Linked DNA regions of Mus musculus: region 2 is linked to region 1. A link is a contact called in public HiChIP or PLAC-seq data. All regions are on one chromosome and are shown on one strand. The core of a region is the stretch at or near the end of the contact, and the rest is flanking DNA. Distances in the headings are between cores, read along the strand shown.

What was found. HiChIP or PLAC-seq counts read pairs in DNA pulled down with a chosen protein or histone mark.
Region 2: an H3K27ac HiChIP or PLAC-seq map of bone marrow-derived dendritic cells shows a contact between it and region 1, with 5 times the contacts expected there. The contact joins the enhancer-like site here to the promoter of Atox1 in region 1. A contact is called at or near these places in 1 of 39 promoter capture datasets (hippocampal neurons), 7 of 484 Hi-C or Micro-C datasets (the N1E-115 cell line, cortical neurons, embryonic stem cells and 1 more) and 3 of 115 datasets of contacts at active chromatin or transcription factors (bone marrow-derived dendritic cells and embryonic stem cells).

The regions. Positions count from the first base shown.
Region 1 is chr11:55,455,965-55,462,477 of GRCm38.p6, reverse strand. Atox1 (antioxidant 1 copper chaperone) reads left to right here and starts at 1,270. Exons shown (of 4, transcript NM_009720.3): 1 at 1,270-1,390. The coding sequence starts at 1,385.
Region 2 is chr11:54,929,631-54,936,934 of GRCm38.p6, reverse strand. Tnip1 (TNFAIP3 interacting protein 1) reads left to right here. Exons shown (of 19, transcript NM_001199275.2): 6 at 394-474; 7 at 2,755-2,946; 8 at 6,076-6,170. Among named protein-coding and RNA genes, the nearest start is that of Tnip1, 30 kb to the left of the region's middle. Within about 2 kb of position 2,519, at least 43 of the 459 cell types and tissues checked have an H3K27ac peak or open chromatin away from gene starts, as enhancers often do. A contact at or near this core is called in bone marrow-derived dendritic cells and pro-B cells, where this site is marked.

The DNA of each region.
Region 1 (6,513 bases), core at 21-2,520:
TACGGATGGTCGTGAGCCACCATGTGGTTGCTGGGATTTGAACTCGGGACCTTTGGAAGAGCAGTCGGCGCGCTCTTAATTACTGAGCCATCTCGCCAGCCCCGGGAATGCTTGTTTATAGACACATGTGTGCCACCCTTACCCCATCCAGCTAGTCTTAGATTCTTAGGCTTTCCCCTGTTAGCCAACTTCTTATAACTTTTATGTTCAAATTATAGCATGGTTTCAGACTGAACCCATCCTGACACACAAAATGGCAGATTGCCTACTTAGTTTAGGGATCTCCTCTCAGCCTCCAGCTCAAGGACACAAATGGCTGGTAGAGGAGATAGATCCAGTCGGTTGGTCCTTCTGGCACTCTTGAGGAAGCCAATCTTCTTCATGGGTGTCAGTTACCCATGCAGTAACTCGGTTTACTGGGGCTGCCATAATTGGGTGGGAAGGACGCAGTCTCATGGGTTTTTTGTTTTGTTTTGTTTGTTTGTTTGTTTGTTTGTTTTTTGCATAGCCCTGGAGCTTGCTCTGTAGACCAGGCTGGCTTTGAACTTAAGAGATCCACCTGCCTCTGCCTCCAGAGGGCCAGGATTGAAGGAAGGCATGACCACCACCTGGCCCAGCTCTGCCTCAACTTTTCAAGCACTGGGATTACAGTTGTGAATTTATCTACTATGTGCCTTAAATTTGGATTTCTTTTTTAATATGTTTTTTCAGGAAAGGGTCTCAAGAAGTCCAGGATGCCCTTGAACTTTGCAGCCGCAGTAAGCCTTGAACCCAGAAATCTTCTGCCTCAGCCACGTTAGTATCCGGGTCAACAGGCCTGGCGCCCTAGGTCAGGCCACTGTAGTTTAGGGACTGAGTTGAGTGGTAAGCAAGAGAGATGGTCCCTTTAGGGAGATGCCAGATCTTTTATTCCCAGAGCCTTGGCCTTGCATTCCCTAGCCCTGTTTCAGAAATGACCCAGCAGAAAACGCAGGTCTGGCCTCCACAAGATAGCCTTAGCTTGACCTCAAAAAAGCCTGGCCTTTCCGCGTCCGGAGGGGCGTGACCTAACCCAAAAGAGAGGCGGGACCTAGTGAAATATTCATATCGAAAGGCACGGTAAGCAAGAGGAGGCCAGCCCAAGGGAGGAACCTAGCTCTAACTGGACCGGAAGGGACAGGGAATTTAGCAGATCCTTCCTCAAAGGGCCGGGCCTTGACGAAGCTAGCCCCGGAAGAGGCGGGGCATAAGTGGAGCCCAGCCCTAGGGCGGGGCCTGGCCGAAGGATGGGTTGGCCTGAGGGCGGGGCTTTCAGGAGCGCTCTCCGGAAGCGCAGCTTTGGTGTCCGGGAGAGGAGTTCCAGTCGTCGTCGCCGCTGCCACTGCCCGTGTGTGCCGCGTCAGTCATGCCGGTAAGTGGCCGTTCGACCCGCGGGAACTTCTGTCTCCAGCCCGGATGCACTGTTTCCGAGCCCGACGCTGCTGTCAGGGCGCAGGCCGTGGCCAGAGCTGCAGTCGTTTCTCAGTTTACCTTCCGCACGGTCCTCCGGCTTCGGGACCCTCCGGAAAGCTGCAGAGAGCAGTGTAGTGCAGAACACAGGCCTCCGGATCGCCCTAGAGAGTCTTCGAGAGGCAGCCCCATCCTTTTCTGCATAATGGGGAAACTGAGGCAGGGAGGTAGGGCAGAGAACCCATATAGGAATGCGGGTACCTGGCCTTTCCACATGCATACCCTGCCGCCTGCAGGCTTTCCAGAGAAGCATGTCTCTGTTCATCTCTCCTGCCCACACTGCCCTGCTTCCACTTCAGCACTGGGCCGACAGGGTACTTTCTTCCCCAACCAGGAATCCCAAAGCTCAGAGCAGAGTTTAAGGAGCCGAGAGCAGCGCTTATCTTGCCTTTGAAATCACCCCACTCCTTTGCATGGCGGCTTCTAGTCTCATTGCTTAATTTAAAATGAAGGCCTTACATGAGGCCTTGGCACATTACACAAGAAGAGAAGAAAAACCCCAGTGCTTGCTGGAAAGCGTTTATTGTTGGGAGCTAGCTAGGTAGGTAGGATACAAGATGGAGCCAGACCACCTGGGAAGTGCTGGGCAAAACCAGTTGTACTTGTTTGGGGGCAAGCTCTAATCTCAACTGAGTTCCGGAGATGCTGGTCTAGAGTTGTGGAGTGGAGAGCATTTTCCTCCCAGTGCCTCTCAACCCAGAGGTCTCCCAGGAGTATTCTGTGTTTTAGCAGCTTATCTTCTGGGAATGAACCTGAGGCTTCTTCCTGGTACAAATCCTTAAACCTCTCAGGTGTCATTCTTGTGGTTCCTGCCCATTGTCTTCAGACCCTGTCTGCACAAAGCACAGACCAAAAAAAAAAAAAAAACTTGGTAAAGTCCATCCTGCCAGTCAAGCTAGTCCATGTGACAGACTCCTTGGTGACCTCAGGATTCCAGAGTGGAGGCTGCCCGGCTGCTCTTCAGAGGGCAGCAGTGAAGGAAAAAAATAGCTTGAGGGCCTCTCTGTTCTGTGTCTGCCTCTGGGGACACAGGATTTAATGGGAGATGAACAGGCACCTTATCAAGACAAATTGCTAAGTGCAGGGAGGTATTGGTCAAGTGCTACCTCCAATCTAGCCAGGGAAGTAAGTCTTACCCAAGATAGTTTGCAGACCAAAGCTTAACCCAGAAACCTGAAAGTTTGCCCTTGGCTTGCCAGCTGGGCAGCCTCAGGCAAGTTGTTCTGCCTCTCTGAGCCTTTGTCTCCTCATCTGTAAAATCAGGACTGAAAACAGACCTTTCAGGACTGAGGTTGGTATTAACTGGAGTTATATCATCATATTTAACACAGCTAGTGACCCATCTGTCCCCAAGGAGTAGTGACTCTTATGTTGATGTAGGTCGAGTGGGGTAGAACTGGGTAGGCAGGCTTCCACTCCAATTTAACATGGGTCTCACTGGTTAAAAGTTCAAGTCTTGTGTCCTCTCTCCAGCCTAGGCCTTCCTACTCATGAGCTGTGTCTCCTGGGGTCAGTATTTAACCCCGGAGCTTCAGCCTTCTGATCTCTCACAAGGTAGAGTTTCCTGGCTTTTTGAATCATTGTAGCGATTAAAGGAGACATAAAGGAGACAGTGTAACAAGGTGTGAGAGAGTCGGGCACATCAGAGATGTGCAGATACTAGTAAACAGGACTCTAAGACACCAGTGTTCAAAGACTCAGCGTCCTCTAGAGGAATAGTGTCCTCCTCTTCCTCTTTCTCCTCCCCCTCCTACTCCCCCTCTATTCTCACTCTTCCAGTTCTAGTGTCTATAAAAGAATCATACCACTTACTGGCTTTCTGAAGTAATTAATATATATAATATAGTAATACAACAATATGTAGTATAACAATATATATTATACTTATGAGGATTCATTTTGTTATTATCGTTACCAAACATCACCATAGCCCAGGTTGGCTGTAAGTGAATACCTAGCCCAGGATGACTCTTAAACTCATAGCAATCTTTCTGCCTTAGCTTCTCAAGGGTTGGGTTTGCAGAAGTGAGCTGCCACACCTGGCTTATGGTTTTGTTTTGTGGTGCTAGGTGTTGAATCCAGGGCCTGTGTATACAATGTATGTGCTCTGTCACTGAGCCTCAAACCCAAGACCTAAAGAAAGGATCCTGGGGTCTAGTGGCCCTGGCGAGACACCCAGAAGGTGGAGCAGTTTAGGGAATACCCTTGTGAAGACTGGATCACCCTGTCCCTTAAGCCAACTCTGTGTCATCATGTTTAGTTGCACAATGTGTAGGCAGAGGTAGGGAGCTCTGAGCTGGAACATCGGCCTCCTGGAGCGGACCCCTGACCTCTGACCTCTGTGCTGTGAAAGAAGTCCTTTCCTGCCGTGGTCCTCAGTTTGGAGCTCAGATAACTGTTGACTTTAGCTCCTTGAGCAGCAAAAAATTATCCTCTGAAACTCCATTTCAGAGCTTCTTCTGAGAGTAGCTTGTGGAGCTATGCTAAGATTTGCCTGGAGCAAAGAAAGCCTCTCTCCCCTAGGGCCTTCACACCCATGACCTCATCACCTTAGTGAATCCTGAGCAGAAGGAAATGAATGCTTCTCTTTTCAAGCTAGAAAAATACTGCAGAAAAGGGAACATGAGGGTTGCAGGATGGGTCAGGTTGATGGCCTCTGACATCCCTGGCACACACTCCCACATGCAAATAAGTGAATAATTGTAATTTACTTGCTACGTACTATCTTGTAGCTTTAATTTTATTTGTGTGTGTGTGTGTGTGTGTGTGTGTGTGTGTGTGCGCGCGCGCATGCCACTTGTGTACAGAGACCATAAGAGAGGGCTTCAGATTCCCTGAGAGTGGGAATTACAGTGGTAACTGTAACATCCAACATGGTTCGGGAAACTCAGGTCTCTGGAAGAGTACAAGCAGTCTTAACTACTGAGCCATCAGTCTAGCCCTATTTTTTTATTTTTTGCTTTGCTTCTGAGACAGGGTTTTCCTGTGTATCCTGGAACTCACTCTGTAGACTGGACTGGCCTCAAACTTGGAGATCTGCCTGCCACTGCCTCCAGCGTGCATGGATTAAAGACATGAGCCCACACCCCCCCAGTTTTTTTATTTTTTTAATTATATGCATATACCTGTGTCAATGTGTGGGTATGTGGGTATGAGTGTGGGTGCCTGTGGGGTCCATAAAAAGGCATCAGATCCCCCTGGAGTTATAGTTACAGGCTGTTGTGAGCCTGCTAATGGGGACACTGGGATCCAAACTTGGGTCCTTTGGAAGGACAGTATGAGTTCTTAACTGCTGATTCCTAATCTTCACAAAGGAACTACAGAGGGCCCATGTCTATATTCCTACCATCACATAGCAGCTCATAGCTAGCTTTAACTCCAGTTCCAGAGGATGCTATATCCTCCTTTGAGTTCTGTGAGGTCCTGCACATACCTGGTGTGCATAAACTCATGAAGGCACACACACATATACACATAGACATAATTAAAAAAAAAGTATGCTGGATATAGCGATGCATGACTTTAATCCCGCCTCTGCCTCCCAAGTGCTTGGATTAAATACTAAAGTAATCCTAGTACTGAGATGGCAGAGGCCTGCAGATCTCTGTGAGTCTGTGACCATAAACGCAGTTTCAGACTAGCCGGGGGCCTGATGCCACAAGGTGCCCAAACATGGTTCATTCACAACATTGCATGAAATTACCTTTCGTCTGTGTACATAAATATGATTCATGTTTAGACTCGTTCTATCCCCAAGACAGCTCATTATGTGTATGCGAATATTGCCTCATCAGGGACATTTCTGCTCCCAAGCACTCAGATGAGGCTCACTCAGCTTGTCCTAGAGATATTTTGATGAGCTTCATGGGGAAGGTGGGCGTTGAATTTGGATGTGTTGTTGGGTACCTATTTATGCAGTGCTTGGGTTTCTGAGGCGGGAAGGTAGAGTTTGAGGCTCAGTATGGACAGCATACTGAGTTCCAGGCTAGTCTGGGCTACATAATAAGACCCTGTTCTCAAAGTAGCAGCAACAACAGCAACAAAACAAGGATGGGGCTGGGGGGTGGGGAGCCACTGTTTTGTTCTTGTTATTTTTGTTTGTTTGTTTGTTGTTTGTTATTTTGTTACTGCAGTTATATTACTGGTGGTTGGGATCTTGGGCTGGCTGTTTCTAAGCTCTTGGCTTCTTATTCAGAGTTAAAATAAAGGGGCACGTAGATTACAAAGTAGCACGGAAACTATTCAAAGCAAAACAATGTACTGTCTCAGTATGGGAAGTAAACCCAGGGCTTTATACATGCCAGGCAAGCAATGTACCACTGAATTACAGTCCCAGGGTGGAGGACTTTGAAAAACCTTGTTTTTCAAAATGAAGGGAGAAATGGAAAAGAGTAATTATCAAAATCCAATAACTTTCATCTAGTAGCGCTTAGTCTCATAATCTAATCTTATTAACACATTAACCATCTATTGCCCTTCAATACTTATCCCCAAACCTAGAGTCAGGACCTGGGAATGGCTGAGCAGAGTGAGTAGTAGGCTTGGCTTAGGACCTAACAGAACAACAGTGCAGGCCAGAGGCTTGCCCAGGCTGGTGCAGTCCTTGGCTTTGACCTTGGAGACTCTGTTTCTCACCAGGTAGACCTCTGGATGCATACAAAGTGTCCTTTCACATAGCAACTGGCTTCCTCTAGAGCAGCAGTTCTCAACCTGTGGGTTGCACCCCCTTTGGTGGTTGTATATCATCCTTTGTATCATGTATTTACATTAAGATTCAAAACAGTAGCAAAATTACAGTTATGAAGTAGCAACACAATAATTTTTGGTTGGCTGTCACTACAACATGAGGAACTATATATATTAAAGGGTCGCAGCATTAGGAAGGCTCCCCAGAAGGGAGCAGGGGCAGAAGCCAGCATTGTGACCAGCTTAGTCACATAACAGTGGTGGTTTAGCCTTATGTTTAATACACACAGGCTTATCCTGAAATGTTATGGCATGAACTCTCGAGGGCATGAACATCAG
Region 2 (7,304 bases), core at 1,270-3,769, 530 kb after region 1:
CAGCTTGTGCAGAGTCTTGGCTTGTGTGTTGACTCTGTGAACTTGGTTTCCTCATCCGTTCCAACACACACACACACACACACACACACACACACACACACACACACACACACACACACAGAGAGAGAGAGAGAGAGAGAGAGAGAGAGAGCAAATAAATAATACTGTTTCAAGGTTGGCTCGACCCACACCCCTGTTTCACTGATAAATAATGGCCATGGAGGGGTATGACCTCAGATCACAAGGAGGGTGATGGCAGTCCTGTGGTTCTTGGGTGATCTCATGAATAGTGTGTGACTATTGCCTCTAGGAACTCTGCACTGTTTGCCCTTCTGTCTTCCTTGGGGGCAGGGTCCGTTTATCATGGGCAGCTACTAACTTCCTTCTACCTAGGGCGCCTCCTCGGACTTTGAAGTGGTCCCTACTGAGGAGCAGAATTCACCCGAAACTGGCAGCCACCCTACGAACATGATGGTGAGCAGACAGGCATCCCCGCCCCCACCTCCAGCACATCCTTTTCTTTCCTCTCTGTCTGTCACCTGCCCTTTCGTGACACGACACTCAGATCCCTTGGGTCCCCTGTAGTTACATGGGGGACACAGAGGGGCTATAGCATGGGGTGCTTCTTACTCTCATATGCAAATCCCCCGCTGGTGACTTCCCCAGCTTGGGGCACACAGGCACCCCACTGTTGTGAAAGCCTGGGCCACTTGCCAGCCCCACTGGCCTCTGGACCAATCACCTTTCTGTCAGTTACAGTGACTCAGCCTCTTGGGTCTGTAGGTGTGGAAAGGGTCGGCCTGGTGCTGATGGGAGGGGTGGGAGTGATTTACCCTTTTGTGCTTGTCCTTGGCTCCTCCCAGGGGCAGATGGCCCGGAGGTTACACTTTGTGTTCACAAGTGGGGTGCACGCGTTTCTCCAGCTTCGGAGGGGCTGCTCAAATCCACATTCCTACCTTGCAGTGTTTAACCTTAGTCCAGCCGTGCAGTCCTTCTGTTCTTTCTTAAAATGCCAGACTTGGAGAGCTGCTGTGAAAGATCTTCAAGATTTGTCAGAGACCTTAAAGTCCTGTCTTTTCCTCATCCCTCCCTCCTATTTAATGTTTGCTTTATTCTGTTCTGTTTTGCTTTGTTTTCGTGTGAGGCAAACCTCTTGCCTCTTCTCCTAAGTCCATACCATGAAGCATGCCCCACTATAGACCATTAAACTGTTGCTATGCCAGCTCTACTTGGCCTCCCCTTCACCTGCAAACACCACCCCATCTCACACCAGCATTTAACCTTCAGTGCTGAGAGGATCGCCCTGTCAGGATGCTCTGTGTTTTGTCTCCTGGGACCATATGCATCTCGTCCTGTTCTGTCCCTGAGGACTGAGACATGACTGAGAGCAGGCGAGGTTCCCTCGCTCAGAAAGGTTTCAGCGCGCAGTCATGGGCTGATAACTTACCTTTTCCATTAAAGTCTGTCTACGCCAGCTCAGGAGTACACCAACTCCTGCTGGAAGCTTGTAGGCTACTTGGAGAAACCTGAGCACTTGATACACCTCCAGAGATCAGCCCTGGCCACTCCTAGTCCTTTGTGGTAGGAAAGGGACGTGCAATTGGAGACTGATTCTGCTTTTTTTTTTAATTAGAATGTGATGCTGATAGGACACAGGCCGAGCATTCAGTTGCCCAGAGCTCACTAGCAGGTCCTAGAGCCCTGGGTTACAGTGAGAAAATCCCAGTTGTAGGCCTGGCTCTGCCACTCTGCCATGTACTGACTGGGCTGCTATGAGCAAGTTCTCTGTCAGGATACATCATTGTCTCAGCCTGAGGGAACCGTAGCTCCCTGTGGCTCTGCTCTCTGATTCCCTGAAGTATTGGGGTTTGGGAGGAATCTGCTGGGTGATTCCTTGCCTGAACTTGGGGGTTGTGGTTGGGGGTAGGAAGTGGGTGGGTGGGTGGGGGGAACTGCTGGGTGAGTCTGTGAACTATTTTAGAGGAGGGGATCCGGAGGTGATGAAGAGTGTGAACATTTGGGGTAGATCAGGATATATAGAAATGAGGTCCACAGAACCCTGGGGTCTTGCAGGGGGCCTTGGGCAGGAGAAGGTTGGGAGGCCTAGTTAACGCCTGTCTATGAGCCAGGATTGAAAGGTCCCACTGAGATCCTTAGGACTGCTGTGGGTATGACCAGGGCTGTGGCTTCAGTAGCAGTGTTCTAGAGGGAATGGAGAGAGCAGTACTGAACTACTCTGCCCAGGCTGTTCTCTCTTCGTTTACTAGGTTGGGGTTCTCTGCAGTATTAGAGCTGTGATTCTTAGAAACATGGTGTTTGGTCCTCTCCCAGGCACAGCCCCCTAAGGAGAGCCTCCCTGAGCTCAGGAAGCAGTGCATTACAGTTAGAGACACCCTCTCTGCCTTCCCTCCTGTCAGTTTTGCTGTGCAATGAAGGACGGAAGTGATATACATACACATACTGCTGAAGGATGCCCAGCCTGGGGGAGGGCGAACTGACTACTCTCGGGCACTCAGTAAGACTCAGCGTAGGAGGAAGATGGCCTTGGTGGTGTTAGGCCAGCCAGTGGCCTGGAAGTCCTAGGTCCTGCCCTGTGAGTCAGCTCCAGATAGGGAACCTGTGTAACTGGAAATTTTCCCTGGGCTGAACAGAGGCCACAGGGGAAACTGAGTCATGAAGAATGGGGAAGCAATAGAAGAATCGGCCGGCATTGCCGCCTTAGGCTTGGTGAAGATCATGCTCTTGCTCCCACAGGACCTGGGGCCCCCACCCCCAGAGGACAGCAACCTGAAGCTCCACCTGCAGCGCCTGGAGACCACCCTTAGCGTGTGTGCAGAGGAGCCAGACCACAGCCAGCTCTTCACCCACCTGGGCCGCATGGCCCTCGAGTTCAACAGGTTGGCCTCCAAAGTGCATAAAAATGAGCAGCGCACCTCCATCCTGCAGGTGAGGCCAGCAAGAATCTCCCTGCGCCTCCTGCCCACTGTAGGGGTTAGCTATGGGGACTTCGGAAGGCTGGATTTTAGGCCTGTTTGGAGCTTTTTGTTCACAGTGGTGACTGCAGTAAGGAATTTATGGGAAGAAAAAGAAGGAAATGAGGAAATGGGAGGCAGGTCTTGCAGATTCACAGTGAGTGTCCTGGGGAGTGAGGCCTGGCGGGCTGAGTGTGGCCTGCTTTGTTCTTGTTTGTTTTCTTTTTTTTTTAAAGACCCGAGTCTCACTTTGTATCCCCAGCTAGCCTGGAATTTACCATGTAGACTAGACTGGCCTTGAATCAGAGTTCTGCCTGCCTCTGCTACCTGGGCACCCCCTGTGGCTTGCTTTGCTGTCACTGCAGCTCTTTGTATGCTCTGTCCCCAGCAGGAAGTGTTTTGAGATAGTCTCACTCATATCCCAGCCCAACCTCAGACTCACAGCATCTTCCTGCCTCAGCCTCCTAAGTGCAGGGATTCTAGACATGAGCCACTTCACCCAGCTTTAATTTGTCATATTTAAAATCTCAGGGGCTGGCGAGATGGCTCAGTGGTTAAGAGCGCCGACTGCTCTTCCAAAGGTCCTGAGTTCAAATCCCAGCAACCACATGGTGGCTCACAACCATCCTTAACGAAATCTGATGCCCTCTTCTGGAGTGTCTGAAGACAGCTACAGTGTACTTACGTATGATAAATAAATAAATCTTTTTAAAAAAAAAAATCTCAGACCCTTAGCCACGCTCTCTCCCTCCCTGCCTCCTTTTTCAAATCCCTCTTAGAAGGCTCCCTGTGCTGGGAGAATGGTTGATCCTCATTACTGTATGGTCCTGAACAAGTCACCAATCTCCTGTCCTGTAAGGATTGGAACTACCAGTGTCCCCCTCCTGGGACACTGCGTCAAAGGAGGCCTTTGTGTAATCTAGAACCCAGTGCTGGGAGATGGGTGACTGTTAGCTTCGTTTGATGATGCTTATCTACTCAGGGCAGGCCATCTTAACTTCGAGGGCTTTGCAGTTAAGTATGATCCGCTTACATTAATTGGTAACCATTTCAAAGATGATGAACATGAGGCTGCCTGAGGCCCTGCTCAGGATTTGAGTACCCCTTCCTTCTGGGTAGAGCTCTCACATTAAGGCTCCCTGCTTCTGGGTAGGCCCTTCTCCTTCTGTGCCAGTCGGTCTGCGGTCTCAGTTGTGCCAGTAGACCTTGATGAAAGGAGGGAATCCACCCCGTGTAACCTTGAGCGGGTGAGTTCTGCTCTGCCCGTATGACCAGGAGTACACAGAGCATCCTCTCACTGGAGACTGGAGAGGCAGTATGTGGTAGAGAGCCTACAGAGCCAGGTCCAGGGAGGGGACCTCTTTGAGAGGCCACTAAGGCTTTGGAGTTCCCACTCTGAGCCCTGAGAGAGAATACCTGACATGGTACCAGGGCTGGGATCACTCTGAGCACCCACCTTTTGGCACTCACGTGCAGATAGATCTTTGTTCCCTGATGTCCCCAGTCTCTTACATCAGTCTCCTGTTTATTCCTTTCTTGGTTCTTAACAGTTCACGACAATTCTGTTTTATTGGGTAGTGGTAGTTTGTTTGCTTAGTTTGTCTTGCTACTAAGTGCTGTCTTCACAGGGAAACCGTACCCACCATTTTGCTCCAGTGCCTGGCACTTCATACATAGTTGGTGAGAGAATGAGTGAGCATGCCAGGAGTGGAGGCTCTACCCATAATGCCTGCTCTAGGGGATTTCAAGTTCAAGGCCACCTTGGACTGTGTAGCTAGACTCCATCTCAAAGACCAACACGAAGCCAGACAGTGGACTCATGCCTGTGGTCCCAGTATTTAGGAGATAGAGGCTGATAGATCTGGAGGCCAGCCTGGTCTATGAAGTGAGTTCCAGGACAGCCAGAGATGCACAGAGGAGCCCTGTCTTGAAAACAAAGTAAAACAATAACAACAGAAAGACAAAGTTGGAGAGATGACTGGCTGCTTTTGCAGAGGGTGGGGGTTTGGTGCCTAATGCCCACACAGCATCCATCTCACAACCTTCTCTAACTACAGTTCCAGGGGATCTGATGCCCTCTTCTGGCCTCTGTGGACACTGCACGCATGGTGCAGGAAAAACATTATACATAAAATAAAAACAAACCAATGTTTCCAGTGGGCTCACAGGTGTGCTCTTAGACTCTCTGATAGAGTAGGTGGTGATCTTTGGCTGCTGCTGAGCTTGTCCAGCATCTGGTTTGTACCCAGGGCGTTTACCTAGAGGTCCCAAGAATAGTCTTAACAAGTGAACTGTCACTGTGGCCTTCCCTTAGGGCAGGAGCAGGACAGTCTGTTCCCTGGTGTCCCTGCCCAGGGCCACAGCCGCTCTCTGTTTCTCAGCCTCTGGGTAGAGGAAGCTGGATCCCATTCCTCCTCATTGCATCTCTGATATGTTTCTTGATTCACCCAACAAACATTGCAGACTCATACCTGTAGTCCCAGCACTTAGGAGGCCGAGGCAAGAGGGTTGCTGGGCATTCAGTGCCGAGGGATATAGGAAGTTTCAGGCCCAACTGGGGTACAGGGTAAGACCTCACCTAAAAAAGAAAAAAAATTAAATATTTTTTTTGAGATCAAATGTGGCACAGGGCCATCCACTGGGCATTGAAAAACAATAACAATTTTTCGACTTTCTCAGCCTTCAACCCAGAGTTCAACAACTCCAATGCAAGGCTGTCCTTCCATCCACCCAAGCTAGTCAGAAAGGAAGCCAGCAGTTTTGGAATCTCCCTGTGTGACATGACACAATTCTCCTCATACTCTATGTAGCAGTGAATGTAGGACATCTACCTTGGTTAGGGAAAGAGATGAGATGTGAGCCTCGGAGGGCTGCCAAGGAGGAAGAGTCTAGGCAGGGATGACTGTTAAGGGAAGAGGAGGGGATTGTCATTGAGAGGACCAGGACCCAGCTCTGAGTCTCCATCAGGCATCCTTACCACTGGTTCCCATGGAAGAAAAGCCTGGGGGATGGACCTAGTGGCTGTAGCTCGAGCCCCCTTGTCAGCATGCCTTGGGATGTACCCCTTCTAATCCTTACCACTGTCTGCTCATCTACCCCACAGACCTTATGTGAGCAGCTGCGCCAGGAGAATGAAGCCCTGAAGGCCAAGCTGGACAAGGGCCTGGAACAGCGGGATCTGGCTGCTGAGAGGCTGCGGTAAGTCCAGGCCACTGGAGACTGGCAGAGGGATAGGGCAGGAGAATAATGTAACACACTGGTTCCTGGGATGAAGCCACATCTGAGAGCTCTGTTCTGACAGCAGATCTCATGGCTCTTCTCCTTGGCTTCTGGTATTTTCTCCCTTGCACCGTGTTTATCTTGAGGGTGGGGGTGTAGACAGCATTGAAAGCTGCCTTCCCCTGGAGACAACTGCTGACATTTGTGTAGGAGCTGGCTCAGGATTCTCCTGCCCCCTGGTGGTCACCATCATTCCCTGCTCGCTCTTCCTGGGATCTTTGGAAGTCCCTCTCTGGACTGAGACCTGTGGGAAGACATTACAGGTTTACCCCAGCCTCTCTGTCCTTGGCAAGACTGAGTTTGGGTGTCTTAGGTGAGCCGTAGGGTCTACTTGTCACCAAGGATCAATGCCTCTTGTCTCTAGGGAAACAGGAGTGTGTGAGTGCTGGATCTCAAAGGGCCTTTGCCATCAGATCATGCAGACTAACTCAAATTACGTGAAGGGAGATGGTCCCTGAGAGAGGCAGGGACTTCCTAAGAGTCTCACTACACTGGCGTGGTGGCGCACGCCTTTAATCCCAGCACTTGGGAGGCGGGGGTAGGCGGATTTCTGAGTTTGAGGCCAGCCTGGTCTACAGAGTGAGTTCCAGGACAGCCAGGGCTACACAGAGAAACTCTGTGGGGCGGGGGGGTGGATACCCAGGCCGAAGGAAAGGAATCTGAGTCCTTGCTGAGTGGCCTGAGAAAAGCCATTTGACTCTGTAATTAAATGGAAGCTGAAGGGCTGTGTCCACACTGCAAACATCCTGAGTACCCAGCACTGCCTACCTCATGAACTTAGGGTTTCACTTTCACTTATTATTTCTGCTTGTTTCGTTTGGAATGGTCTCATTCCATAGCCCAGGGAACTCACTGCGTAGCTCAGGCCGCCTCAGACTCCATAGTCCAGCTTCTGCCTCCCAAATGAACGTTGGAGTCATAGGTGTGCGTGCCCACACTCAACTTTGCTGGTAGCCTTTCCTGCTGTAAACTGTAAAGAAGGTCTCACCCAGAGCAGGGCCTGTACTCAACACTAGAGAACCATGAGAGCAGATCCAGTGGGATTGAGTCCCT